Regions from separate parts of the Mus musculus genome. Here regions 1, 2 and 3 are each linked to region 4. A link is a contact called in public HiChIP or PLAC-seq and promoter capture Hi-C data. All regions are on one chromosome and are shown on one strand. Each heading gives the region's core, a stretch centred on a gene start, on an enhancer-like site or on the middle of the called end of the contact. The rest is flanking DNA. Distances are from core to core; before and after follow the strand shown.

The links. Promoter capture Hi-C pulls out the DNA fragments that hold promoters and counts their contacts. HiChIP or PLAC-seq counts read pairs in DNA pulled down with a chosen protein or histone mark.
Region 1: a FOXA1 HiChIP or PLAC-seq map of pancreatic cancer cells shows a contact between it and region 4. The contact joins the enhancer-like site here to the promoter of Atic in region 4. A contact is called at or near these places in 3 of 39 promoter capture datasets (the C10 cell line, embryonic stem cells and frontonasal cranial neural crest), 5 of 115 datasets of contacts at active chromatin or transcription factors (cardiomyocytes, embryonic stem cells, large pre-B cells and 2 more) and 1 of 9 other capture datasets (embryonic stem cells).
Region 2: an H3K4me3 HiChIP or PLAC-seq map of bone marrow-derived macrophages shows a contact between it and region 4, with 7 times the contacts expected there. The contact joins the enhancer-like site here to the promoter of Atic in region 4. A contact is called at or near these places in 19 of 39 promoter capture datasets (the 3T3-L1 cell line, 3T3-L1-derived adipocytes, the C10 cell line and 12 more), 2 of 484 Hi-C or Micro-C datasets (bone marrow-derived macrophages and nephron progenitors) and 21 of 115 datasets of contacts at active chromatin or transcription factors (the 230-238 cell line, the NIH/3T3 cell line, bone marrow-derived macrophages and 15 more).
Region 3: a promoter capture Hi-C map of embryonic stem cells shows a contact between it and region 4, with 3 times the contacts expected there. The contact joins the enhancer-like site here to the promoter of Atic in region 4. A contact is called at or near these places in 3 of 39 promoter capture datasets (the C10 cell line, embryonic stem cells and frontonasal cranial neural crest), 3 of 484 Hi-C or Micro-C datasets (the G1E-ER4 cell line and embryonic stem cells), 10 of 115 datasets of contacts at active chromatin or transcription factors (the 230-238 cell line, astrocytes, differentiating embryonic stem cells and 3 more) and 2 of 9 other capture datasets (embryonic stem cells and liver).

Annotation. Positions count from the first base shown.
Region 1 is chr1:71,013,172-71,015,871 of GRCm38.p6, forward strand. No RefSeq gene overlaps it. Among named protein-coding and RNA genes, the nearest start is that of Bard1, 88 kb to the right of the region's middle. Within about 2 kb of position 1,385, at least 5 of the 459 cell types and tissues checked have an H3K27ac peak or open chromatin away from gene starts, as enhancers often do. A contact at or near this core is called in pancreatic cancer cells, where this site is marked.
Region 2 is chr1:72,104,404-72,107,103 of GRCm38.p6, forward strand. No RefSeq gene overlaps it. Among named protein-coding and RNA genes, the nearest start is that of Gm4319, 18 kb to the right of the region's middle. Within about 2 kb of position 1,293, at least 36 of the 459 cell types and tissues checked have an H3K27ac peak or open chromatin away from gene starts, as enhancers often do. A contact at or near this core is called in bone marrow-derived macrophages, hematopoietic stem and progenitor cells, neutrophils and 1 more, where this site is marked.
Region 3 is chr1:71,034,365-71,037,064 of GRCm38.p6, forward strand. All of the region lies in intron 9 of Bard1 (BRCA1 associated RING domain 1), which reads right to left. Among named protein-coding and RNA genes, the nearest start is that of Bard1, 67 kb to the right of the region's middle. Within about 2 kb of position 1,392, at least 6 of the 459 cell types and tissues checked have an H3K27ac peak or open chromatin away from gene starts, as enhancers often do. A contact at or near this core is called in the G1E-ER4 cell line, differentiating embryonic stem cells and embryonic stem cells, where this site is marked.
Region 4 is chr1:71,555,892-71,558,591 of GRCm38.p6, forward strand. It overlaps Atic (5-aminoimidazole-4-carboxamide ribonucleotide formyltransferase/IMP cyclohydrolase), which reads left to right and starts at 1,265. Exons shown (of 16, transcript NM_026195.3): 1 at 1,265-1,383; 2 at 1,606-1,732. The coding sequence starts at 1,365.

The DNA of each region.
Region 1 (2,700 bases), core at 135-2,634, 540 kb before region 4:
AGGAAAGAACCAAGATACAAAAGGATGCTCAGCTGGCTGCTGAATGCTGCTGGGTGACACGGCTCAATCAAGTTACAGATGACCCCGGCTGACACATGGAGAAGAATCCATCTGAGTTCGTCAAGACACAAATTCATGAAATATGGCACATTTCAGATATAGCTTTCTATCATCATCATTAATTTTTTTACAGTCCAGTTTTCCTCATCTTATTCTTCTTCCCCCATCTCCAAGAGGATGTCCCCATACTCCCCCCACATACACACTCCACCATATCTCCTCCATCCCTGGAGCCTAAAGTCTCTCAAGGGTTAGCTGCTTCTTCTCTCACTGAGGCCAGACCTGGCAGTACTCTGCAGTATATGCAGACACAGCTTTCTTATATGATAATATCTGATGCCTACACTACAATGTTCAAGAATAATAAAATACAATTTAGTTTCTTCTAAGTTTGACTTATAATATTTGTTGTCATTTTGAAATAATATTTAGGCTTATTAAATCATCAGGAAATACCAATTTCTCTTCTTCAATCATCTATGAATTCCCATTGCCTTTACTAGCATCAGACCCAGTCATTACGTAAATATTTATTGAATAACACGATGCTTTTCGAGACACATACATTTATAATGTCAAAAGTAAATACGGCATAAAGAATGAGGACTTTTGGACAAACGATGTAAAATTTTCAATAAAATATTTATGCTTTTGGAAATTATTTTGAACATTTTAAGGGAATGACATTTACAGATAAAATGTTTTCCTTCAATACAAAAAAAGCAAGAAAAAGAAAACCACTTTCGGTAATCTCTCATTTTGTTAGTCATACTGAATTGACCTTTGATTTCTGACTACTTTTCAAAACACATTTCCTGAACCATTGTGTAGGTTTTGCAGGTTTATAAGTTCAGAGCCAAATTTGTAGTTCAAATATTTTTACCACATTGAAAACACCAAAACCTCAGACTGTAGACAGCTCTGGGAGATCTTTCTTGTGTGTTTACTTTGTGAACTCAATAGTCTATGCCGTTTAAAGTCCCTCCTCCTCATTTGTAAAGATGACCAGGAATTCATGAATGATTAAAACGCTAAGATGCATCATGTTTGTTATGCTTATACGACACAGTGTATGATTATGAGTGTCTTAGTCAGGGTTTCCATTGCTGTGAAGAGATACCATGCTCAAGGCAACTCTTATAAAGGCAAACAATTAATTGGAGGAGGCTTACAGTTTCAGAGGTTTAGTCCATTATTATCATGCAGGCAGACATGGTGTTGGAGGAGCTGAGAGTTTTACATCTTGATCTAAAGGCAGTCAAGAGAAGACTCTCTTCTGCAATGGGTGGAGTTTGAGCAGAGGACCTCAAAGCCCTGCCCCATGGTGACTCACTTCCTTCAACAAGGCCACACCTCCCAGTGGTGGCACTTCTCATGGGCAAAGCATATATTCAAACCACCACAATGAGGAAATATTCAAGAAAATATTCTCTATATTCTATGAAGACAAAATATATTAAAGGTTTAAGATAAAGAGAATATACATCTAAGTTTCTCCTTATTCAAGTATGTAAACAATCACTCAAGAAACTAATTACTACCATGAAAGCACATGAAAACATGAGACAGTAGTCTGAAGATACTCAATACTTCATATATACCAAAAATATTCCAGGGTTTTTAATAGTTCAAGGAATTTATTAAAGATAGTATTGATTTAACCTACATCTATGGAATACTTGCAATATAGCTTGGGAATATTCTGATAATAATATTATAATTATTAGAAATTTAGATATTGGCCTAGTGAGCTTCTAGAAGGGCTATCTGCATCTAAGATATCAGACATCATAGCAGTGATGCCAAAATCTTTTCCCGTTCTCTTGATAGCTGAGAACTGGTCTGCCTTCATCATATACATCTATCCACTGTAGGTGGGGGGTTTTGTTTTGTTGGTTGGTTTGGTTTGTCAATTTAGTCAGAATTTATAGTGAGCAGTATGTCATATGTCTCCTAGATCAATGGAGGAATCTAACTATTTTCATGTGTGCTATCTTACTTCACCAAAATAACCATATGTGACTAGTTACAGACCCCTATTTGTAAAGGGGAAGGGACAGATAGTAAGAAATATTCTAGAATTTTTGTACATCAAAACTTAAGAGGGAGACAACAGAAAATGAAGGGGAAAATGTCGCAAAGGAGTAAATAATCCCAGTTATAATGCTTATTTTCCAATCACCCTCATTGGTGTAGATTTCAGGGAACAGCTAATGGTTCTGTGGGGTATTAGTGGGTAGTACAGCTTCCTAGTCATGAGACTGCAAAAAATTCAGAATATTTCTACAATAAAGTTTGTATTAAGAAGAAAATAAACAGGAAAGCAAGGTTGGGAAGATGGCTCAGGCATTAGTGATTGCTGTGCTAGTCTGGGGGCCTGAGTTTGACTCCTGATACAAGCACAAAAATAGCCAGGCATGACAGGGCTGCCTGCAATTCCAGGACTGGAGTGGGGAGAAAGGAGGAGCCCTTGATCTTGCTGGTCAGTAAGCCTAGACAAACTGTCAAGTTCCAGCTTCAACAAGAGACCTTGTCACAAACGTAGGGTCAGGAATGATAGTGTGCTATCATGCCTTTAATCTCTATACTTTTCATTCTCAAATTAGTAGAAGCAGGCGGATCTCTGTGAATTCTAGGCCA
Region 2 (2,700 bases), core at 43-2,542, 550 kb after region 4:
TGTGAATTCTAAAGCACTGGTCATTTCCTTCCTACTGCATTAAAATCCAATTGGGAAAAAAACCTTCATTTTCAGAAGGAGGCCCTGACCTAGAAGTACCCAAACATGGCCAGATTTCATTGTTCTCCTTGAGACAAAACCCTCTTGCTTATTAAAAACATCCCCTCGGGAGGCAGAGGCAGGCGGATTTCTGAGTTCAAGGCCAGCCTGGTCTACAGAGTAAGTTCCAGGACAGCCAGGGCTACACAGAGAAACCCTGTCTCAAAAAAAAAAAAAAAGCCCTTTCCATCAACCAGCAGAAATGTCTCAATATTGAAATTCCCACATTTTGTTCCTGTGGCTTGGCTATATAAAAATATATTCTCTGAAGCAGATAAATATCTCCATCACTAACTGGTATTAGTGTTAGTGCTCAGTGAATTTATTTCCCATTAGCTTGCCAGGCAACCGGTGATACTTAGGGATATGGAGTTGAGAGTAAAGGGAAAAAGATTCCCAAGTTTAAGGTGATCAAGAAGAAAGACCCAGGGAATGTATCCAACAAAATAAAGAGCTAGTATATACCTAGTGTTAGACCCTCTGCCCTCACCCAAGCCATCGGAGTAATAGAGCTTGAACCACATGACCATCCCAGAAGCCCCAAAGCTGTCACTGTCTATCCACTGTGATTTCAGAGACACATTTTGGAATGGTGTGGGTTTTCCTGAAGTCCTCAGTAAATGCAAACTCAGCTTTCCTCTCTCCTCCATCCAATCCCACCTGGGGCTCAAGAGCTGGTTCTAAATACTCCCCAAGTACAGCCTATACTGTCATCTTGCTCTGCCTCCTATGCCAAATTTCACCTGAACCATTTATTGTTTCTACTGGAGACCCGAGTCTGTTTCATGACCCAACCCCATCTGTTTCTACGACCTAGAAAACGCTTGCTTCTCCAAAGTTCTTCCTCTCCCAGAGCCTCAATCTCCCCCAGTTGTCTCTAACTATTCCCCATGAATTACACCTGCATCTCTAACCACTGAAGGCTTCCATTACTTAGCAGTTGCATCCAAGGCTGCCTTTGCTGCCTGACATCACATGACATACTGCCAAGTCATTTCATTGTCAGATTTCTCAAAATGCTGTTAAATGGGTGATGGAGAGGAAGAGTGAATGAACGAAGGCTTTAACATCTGGCAGGGGAATTTATGAGATCTGACCACCTGGCGGCTCCTGTTAGTGATATATGTTCAATAATAACAGCCGTCAAAACAGGAAATGCATGGAGAGGTTACTGTCCATTAGTCATCTGTCTTGAAGTCCTGTCTGACCTCAGCAACAGTGACACTCATTGTTTTTAAGGCCCCAGGAATTTGCACATGGAGCTGTGAGACCCATGAGCTAAAATAAGTAGGGCAAATTCCTCCAGAAAGCTGTGCCCTGTGGAAACTGGTGAAGCGTTTAAGAGGCAACCTGCCCAAGGTTGAATACAGCTCTATCATTTGTCATCTGTGTGACCATGAGTTACAGAAGGTTTTCATCACCCTGTCTCAGTTAAAAGCAATATCCAATACTCATCAGTGCTGTCTTGGGTTCAAATCAATACTCAAACTTGCAGGACAGCAACAGACTCCACTCCGGGCATTATTAGTTTATTTGGAAGCCTATCAGACATTCTGCCACATAGGAGTCCTTGCCATAGTCAGCACAGATTCAAGTTTAAAGAGTTAAAATTTATACCAGCCAGGAATTTCTTCGGCTTAATAATCCTCGTGCCTTCTACTCTCCACAAAGACCTGGTAGCAGTCCTTGCAACAAATGCATAAGCATAACTTTCAGGTCGTCGTTCCCCCTCCCCCACCCCCACCCCCCATAATAAGGGCATTGCCAGGTCCAAGTGTTAAAAAAAAAAAAGCCAAAAAATGTAGCTTTCTAACACAGATTTCTGTGCTCCTAGTCTAGAAACAGTTCACAATCTGGTGTCAGCCTCACCATAAGCAATGTTGCCTAGCACCCGGGTTGACAATATATTCATGACTGGCTTCCATAGTAACAGTTAAGCAGAGGTCAAATCGTCATGTGTCATGGGAATTTGAATAGGATAACTCTTTTACCTCGAGATAATAATGGTAACTATCTCACACCACCATTCCAAGGTGATGAATTCACTTGTGTCCAGAGTTTAGACCACATAGAGTATAGCAAATAGTCTAAATATCAGATCTTCTTGATGTAGACTTCTGGAATTGCCTCAATTTTCTCCTTCCAGTATAGGATTTGGTTATTTTTTTTTTTAGTTGTTTCAGCTATTTCTAAATATTCCATCAAATTGAACTTCTGCTTGGGTTGACCAGAAGCCCTTTCTACCGGCACTTATGGACTCTTAGTGACCCCAGAGTGGCTAAAGGAGGAACTATCTGAGACGGGTAGTGTGAGTCAAGTCAGTTCTTACCCTTAGTCTCAGCTCTCTACAGTGGCCACGTGAGAGCTTGAAGCTTCCTACTCACCCAAAGGACCAAGGGCCCTGGGGCTCATGTGGCTTCTAGCCCAGGGCCTAAGACATCCATGCTATCAAGGAAGAAGCCACGTTAGTCTAGTAACTTTTCCTGTGATTCTCAATTCAGTTAATTAGTGACATTGGGACAGAATGTACATTTATGTGGAGTGTGGTGGCAAAACCGAAAAGTTGTGAAAGAGCTCACCAGGGGAGCTTGAACTCAGATA
Region 3 (2,700 bases), core at 142-2,641, 520 kb before region 4:
GTTGATCAGCCTTGAAACCACACATACACAAACAACAAAAACCGACTTGGCAGGTTCTATTTATATCTCCTTGTGCATACAGATATTTATCTGTGTATTCAACAAATATAAAAGCAAATGAGATTATCAATTGAGAGTGGGAGACATTGAAGGGGTTTGGAGGAGGGTGCCTAAGAGGGGCTAAAGGAAGAAAAGGAAGAGGAAAACCGATATAATTATATTTTGAGTAAAGGCATTATAAATAAACTTGAAAATAAAGGGTCTATCACAAAACTGAAAAAAAATTGCAAAATGGATCTTATAATATACTATTTTCACTATAAAAACAAACTATCCAGACCATTTTCTATTTACCTTAGAGATTACTTCACTCAAAGATGTGAGTTTTACCACTGAGAAAACAACAGAAAAAGTATGAACAATTTAAAAACAAACACCAAACAAAAAACCACTGAATAATGTTTATCCAGAAGAAAACTTTATCTATACCAACATATACTGAGAATTAGAAAGATATGCTAGAAATATATGAACATTCTAATAGGGGCACTGCCAGTGATTAGATGCCACTGAAGGACAACACCTCAGTCTGCAACTCTGCAGAGGGCCATAAGAGGCTCACTTCTGAGCAGAACTGGCCCAGAACCAAGTATCAATCTGCCATCAGCACCACAACTGTCCCATGTTGTGATTAAAACAAACAGAATCTTGTGAGCATGAGAAGAGGAAAGCCGTATTGACAGGACAGAGGTGACATGTAAGACAATCCGTACTTTCCAAGAGTGAGTGACAGCCCACTTTGGCATGGCCTAGACTTCGAGGCACCCATCATTAAGGCTTCTTTTCTATTACCCCAAACTAGAAAGATGATAAAACATCCATGAGTTAACCTGAACACATGGAGGAAGGGACAGAAACTGAAGATCCTGACATCCTTAACAGAAAACAAACATGGTTTGAGCTCTGGTATGGCAAGCTCATTGATAAGTAAAGAAAGCAGGCGTTGCCCACTGCTCACAGCCTTCCTCCACAGGGCATCTGCAGCTGTACTGTAAACACCTACTATTTACAAAATGAATTACTCATGGCTCTGTAGAGAACACGTTTTTAAGTTTTGGTTGCAAAAACTAATCTTCAATTTTCATTAAATTTGGAAGGCTTTAACGGAGTGCTCAACTAAAGTGAATCTAACGCCACAGCTCTCTCTTCCTCTGTCAATAAACACTCCATTATAAAGCCACTTCAAAGGCCCATGTGAAATCTTCCTCATGTCCAAGGCATGAAGGATGGCAGTCCTATGGATGGATGGATAAGCTCCAGCCGAGGCACTCACAGGAGAGAGGGCAGGTCTCCTCCTACTCAGCAGTTTTTAGAGCCCAGGAGGACTTGCATTTCTATTAGAAAGACAATGGTGGGGCTCAGGTCAAGGGTGCAGTCAGACACAAGCACAGCCATGCCCTTGACACTCACCTTTCCCTCTTGGCCAGTCTAATTGCAAACCTTCAGAAGAACAGGTTATATCTGGTTGACAGAGGTAATTTAAGAAAAAACATTTCCATTACATTTCACATTTAGTTTAGATATACTAAAAGCAAAAGTAATTGGACTTTTTTAGTAAAAATATTTGAATGCATACTTATTTCTAAAACACAATTCTAGACCAATTTACCTTCATTTTTAAAAAATTGCTGCTGATACATTCTAGAAGTATTAGTGGTTTTGCTATGGTAGAGAAGTAAGATGCAAAATTTGTAGTATGGCAGGAAATTATGCACAGCTAGAGTTTTAATTCTTTCATCCAATAAAATATTAAATATTGAGAAGAAAACTAGAATATCATTAAGGAAATATAAAAAAGCTGAAGTGTTTATTGTTATTTCCTTGGGTACAGATGAATTGACGAAGAGAAGCGTACTGTTTTACTCCTAACACCTGTAAATCTTTCTCAAAACATCTCTCTCATTCGTTTTCATTAGTGAAAAGCCATCTCACTAACATTATTTTATGAAATCTATGGATGTTGTGTAATCTAATAATTCATCCCAGGAGCAGGGTGCACTGTTATAATCCAAATGCATAAACATTGTCTAACACTCTGAAAACATTAATTTCCCACTATTTAAATAATAAAATACTAATGAGCACGGGGCCTAACCAAAGAACTTTAAAAGGAATGTATTTCTTACGGATATAAACTATGTACTAATGGTTTCTGATGAAATTACAGGGGAAAAAGACAAAACACTTCCAAGTACAATGCACTGCACTGTTTTCCTTTTAGATAGCATTTTTAACTGTTTTAGTCGTTCTTACTTACTTTGTGGGTGTGGGTGTGGGCGTGAATGCACACGCATGTGAAGTCAGAGACAACTCGCTCGCAGGAGCTGCTTCTCTCCTACCACAGGGGCCCAGGGACCAAACTCAGATCATTAGACTGATAGCTGCTCCGCCAATCCTGGAGTGCTGTTTCTCTAGTTCTAATGCCCAACGATACTGCCACTGCTCCAAGGAAAGCCCTGACAATCTTAGGGACTGCGGCTACTATGCATGTTTTATTGTGTGTACAGTAGTGGTTTGGTAGACACTCCTTACCTGCAGCAGTCCTGGTCTAGAAAGAAGCTGCAAACACTGAATACGGTGACTGGAAATGCTCTGCTGTGCTCCTGGACATTTTTGTAAACTGATGAAGACTTCCTGTTC
Region 4 (2,700 bases), core at 15-2,514:
CATTTTTGAGACAAGGTCTTGCTGTTTCTTTGGCAGGTATGGGACTTAAAGTGTGGACCAAACTAGCTCCAAACTTGCAATGATCTTTCTGAACCTTGTTCACCTCTGTACATTGAAAGTTGTGAACACATCCTGAAGACACTCTCATGATCCTAATATATCTTCCTTAGAAACATGAGAGGTGTTCAGAGCAAGGAGTTAACACGTTCTGAGGTCAGAAAAATGAGATAGATATTTGATCAATAGATATTTGGAGAAGGAAAAAGAGATTGGACTATTAGAGAGGAAAGACAAGAAGCAGACTAGCATCCAAATAATAGGAAAATGGACTTTGCACAGATTGGGAGACTAGACTGGAAATAAAAAGCTAAGCTTTCTATAGAATTGTACAATTTTAGGCTCCTTTATAGAATTTTTAAGTTCTTTTTTGGAATTGTATTAAAGAACATTACAAAAGAAAACATAATCAAAAAATTAATTCTAAACATTAATGTTAAAAATAGGGCTGTTAGCCGGGCAGTGGTGGCACATGCCTTTAATCCCAGCACTTGGGAGGCAGAGGCAGGCTGATTTCTGAGTTCGAAGCCAGCCTGGTTACAGAGTGAGTTCCAGGACAGCCAGGAATACATAGAGAAACCCTGTCTCGGAAAAAAAAAAAAAATAGGGCTGTGTATACAGCAAGATATGTTTATTTTGTGCCAAAGGTGTCACTTTTATTAAAAAGAAGCAGATGAGCTCAATTTTGCTATTCCTATTTTTAATAACTTAAGTCTTGAAACCTTTACTCCTGCCACCTGGGCTTGAAGGAAAAGAGCATTTTACACATGGTGATCTTGATGTAAATTCCAGGCCATTTTATAATGTGGTATGAAAAACTTCAAATGACGGTCATTTTACTTCTTTGGGGCTCTCAACTGTGGAGGCAATGACTTCATGCGTAGGTCTCCCAGACCTGTAAAAGGGAGACCATAGCAGAAGGCTTCTCTAATCCTTTCTGACATCGTCAGACAGGGTCTGTTTAGTCCTCTCGCTAGTTTCCCCCAATCAGTGCTCCAGCCGCCGCGGCCCCACCTCCCGGGACCTCAGCAGCAGCACCCCAGATGCGCGCGAACCGCGAGTCCCCACGCCCAGATCTGGGTTCGGAAAGAGGAAGCCCGCGGCTACAGATCCCAGGCTCCGGAGTTAGCAGCCGCCCCGCCCAGCGGCGCCTTCCACCCTAGGCTGCAGCTCACTGGAGGAGGGGCGGGACCTCGGGGTCACGTGGGGTCGACACGCCCTGCCCACTGCTTCCTGAACCGCGGGGTCCGGCCTGCCTGCCTACGCACGTGGCCTGTCCGTCCCTTGACTCCGCGACCCAACGCAGCATGGCTCCGTCTCAGCTTGGTGAGGCCCTCGCGATGCATCATAGGGGTCCTGCCTGCACCATCCCCGCCACCCACTCATGCCGCTGGCCGAGCTGGGGAGGCCCCGGGCCCGGCCTGCAGGCTGGGTGTCCCCAGTGCTGGGCCCTGGGCCTGCAGTTGCATGAGTCCCCTTCCCAGGAGTCCTCCCCGGGAGATCTCGGTGCCAGAAGCCGCGAGTAATGAGAACTGCCTTCTCTTTCAGCCCTGTTCAGTGTGTCTGACAAAACTGGCCTCGTGGAATTTGCCAGAAGTCTCGCGTCTCTTGGTTTGAGTCTGGTCGCTTCCGGAGGCACGGCAAAAGCGATCAGGGATGCTGGCCTGGCAGTCAGGTAAGGCAGTAGGTAGCGTTAAAGGGAGAAAAACGTTGTGACCATATTCACCAGAAAGCCATGCAAAAAACTGACAAAACACAGGGAGAAGTTAGGTTAGAACTAGGGAGCCTTGAGTTTTAGAGTCCTAGCACCCAGCCACTGTTTGCAAACAAATTAACTTCGGAGGGCCATGTGTTATGCAGAATAAACACGAATGTTCAGGTTCCATGGCCTGGCTTTGACTGGTTGCACAGTTAGACTGTAACATCTTTGAAGATCTGTATCTCCCTCTTCATAGCCTCACCCATCAGAAAGTACCAGTGGCTCGATCACACTCATCTCCTGACTAACAGTGGGAAGGGTTTGACAAGAGATGTCAGGAGATGACCCTGAAGGTCTGGAAGGTAGAAAAGGAAAAAGACCTTAGTTCCCTGGCTGTTTTCATTGCCATTATAACTCTTGGTTTGTGGAGAATCCCTATAGAGGTAAATTATTCACCTCTTCATAACTCTTGTTTGTGTAAGCAGTACATAACCCCTGTACATTTGACAGCTTCAGACAGCAAGAATGCCTTTACTTAGTAAATGTCTTCAGTGGATTCTCTTGTGACTTATGGGAGTCCGGAGCATCAGGGACAGCAGACAAGTAGGCTCCTGTGAGGTGCAGTTGAGTTACTGTGGAGCTGGTATGGGTAGGCCATTGTTGCTGTGGCATTTACGATGAAGTACGAGGAGTTCTTGCATTGTCTATCGCCTAGTTTAAATGTTTCTCAGATGGTCATTCATATTTCCACGCCACTGCCCAGTATTTGCTTGCCCCGTTACGCCTTCTCGTATTCTTTTGGTGGTATGGAAGACTGACCCCAATGTCCAGTCCACTCCTGAGCTGTATCCCTAGTTCATTTTTTATGCTTTGCTTCAGAAACTTTTAAAACTTAGAGCCAGGGTCTCTGTAGGTTGCCCAGGCTGGCCTTGAACTTGTGATCC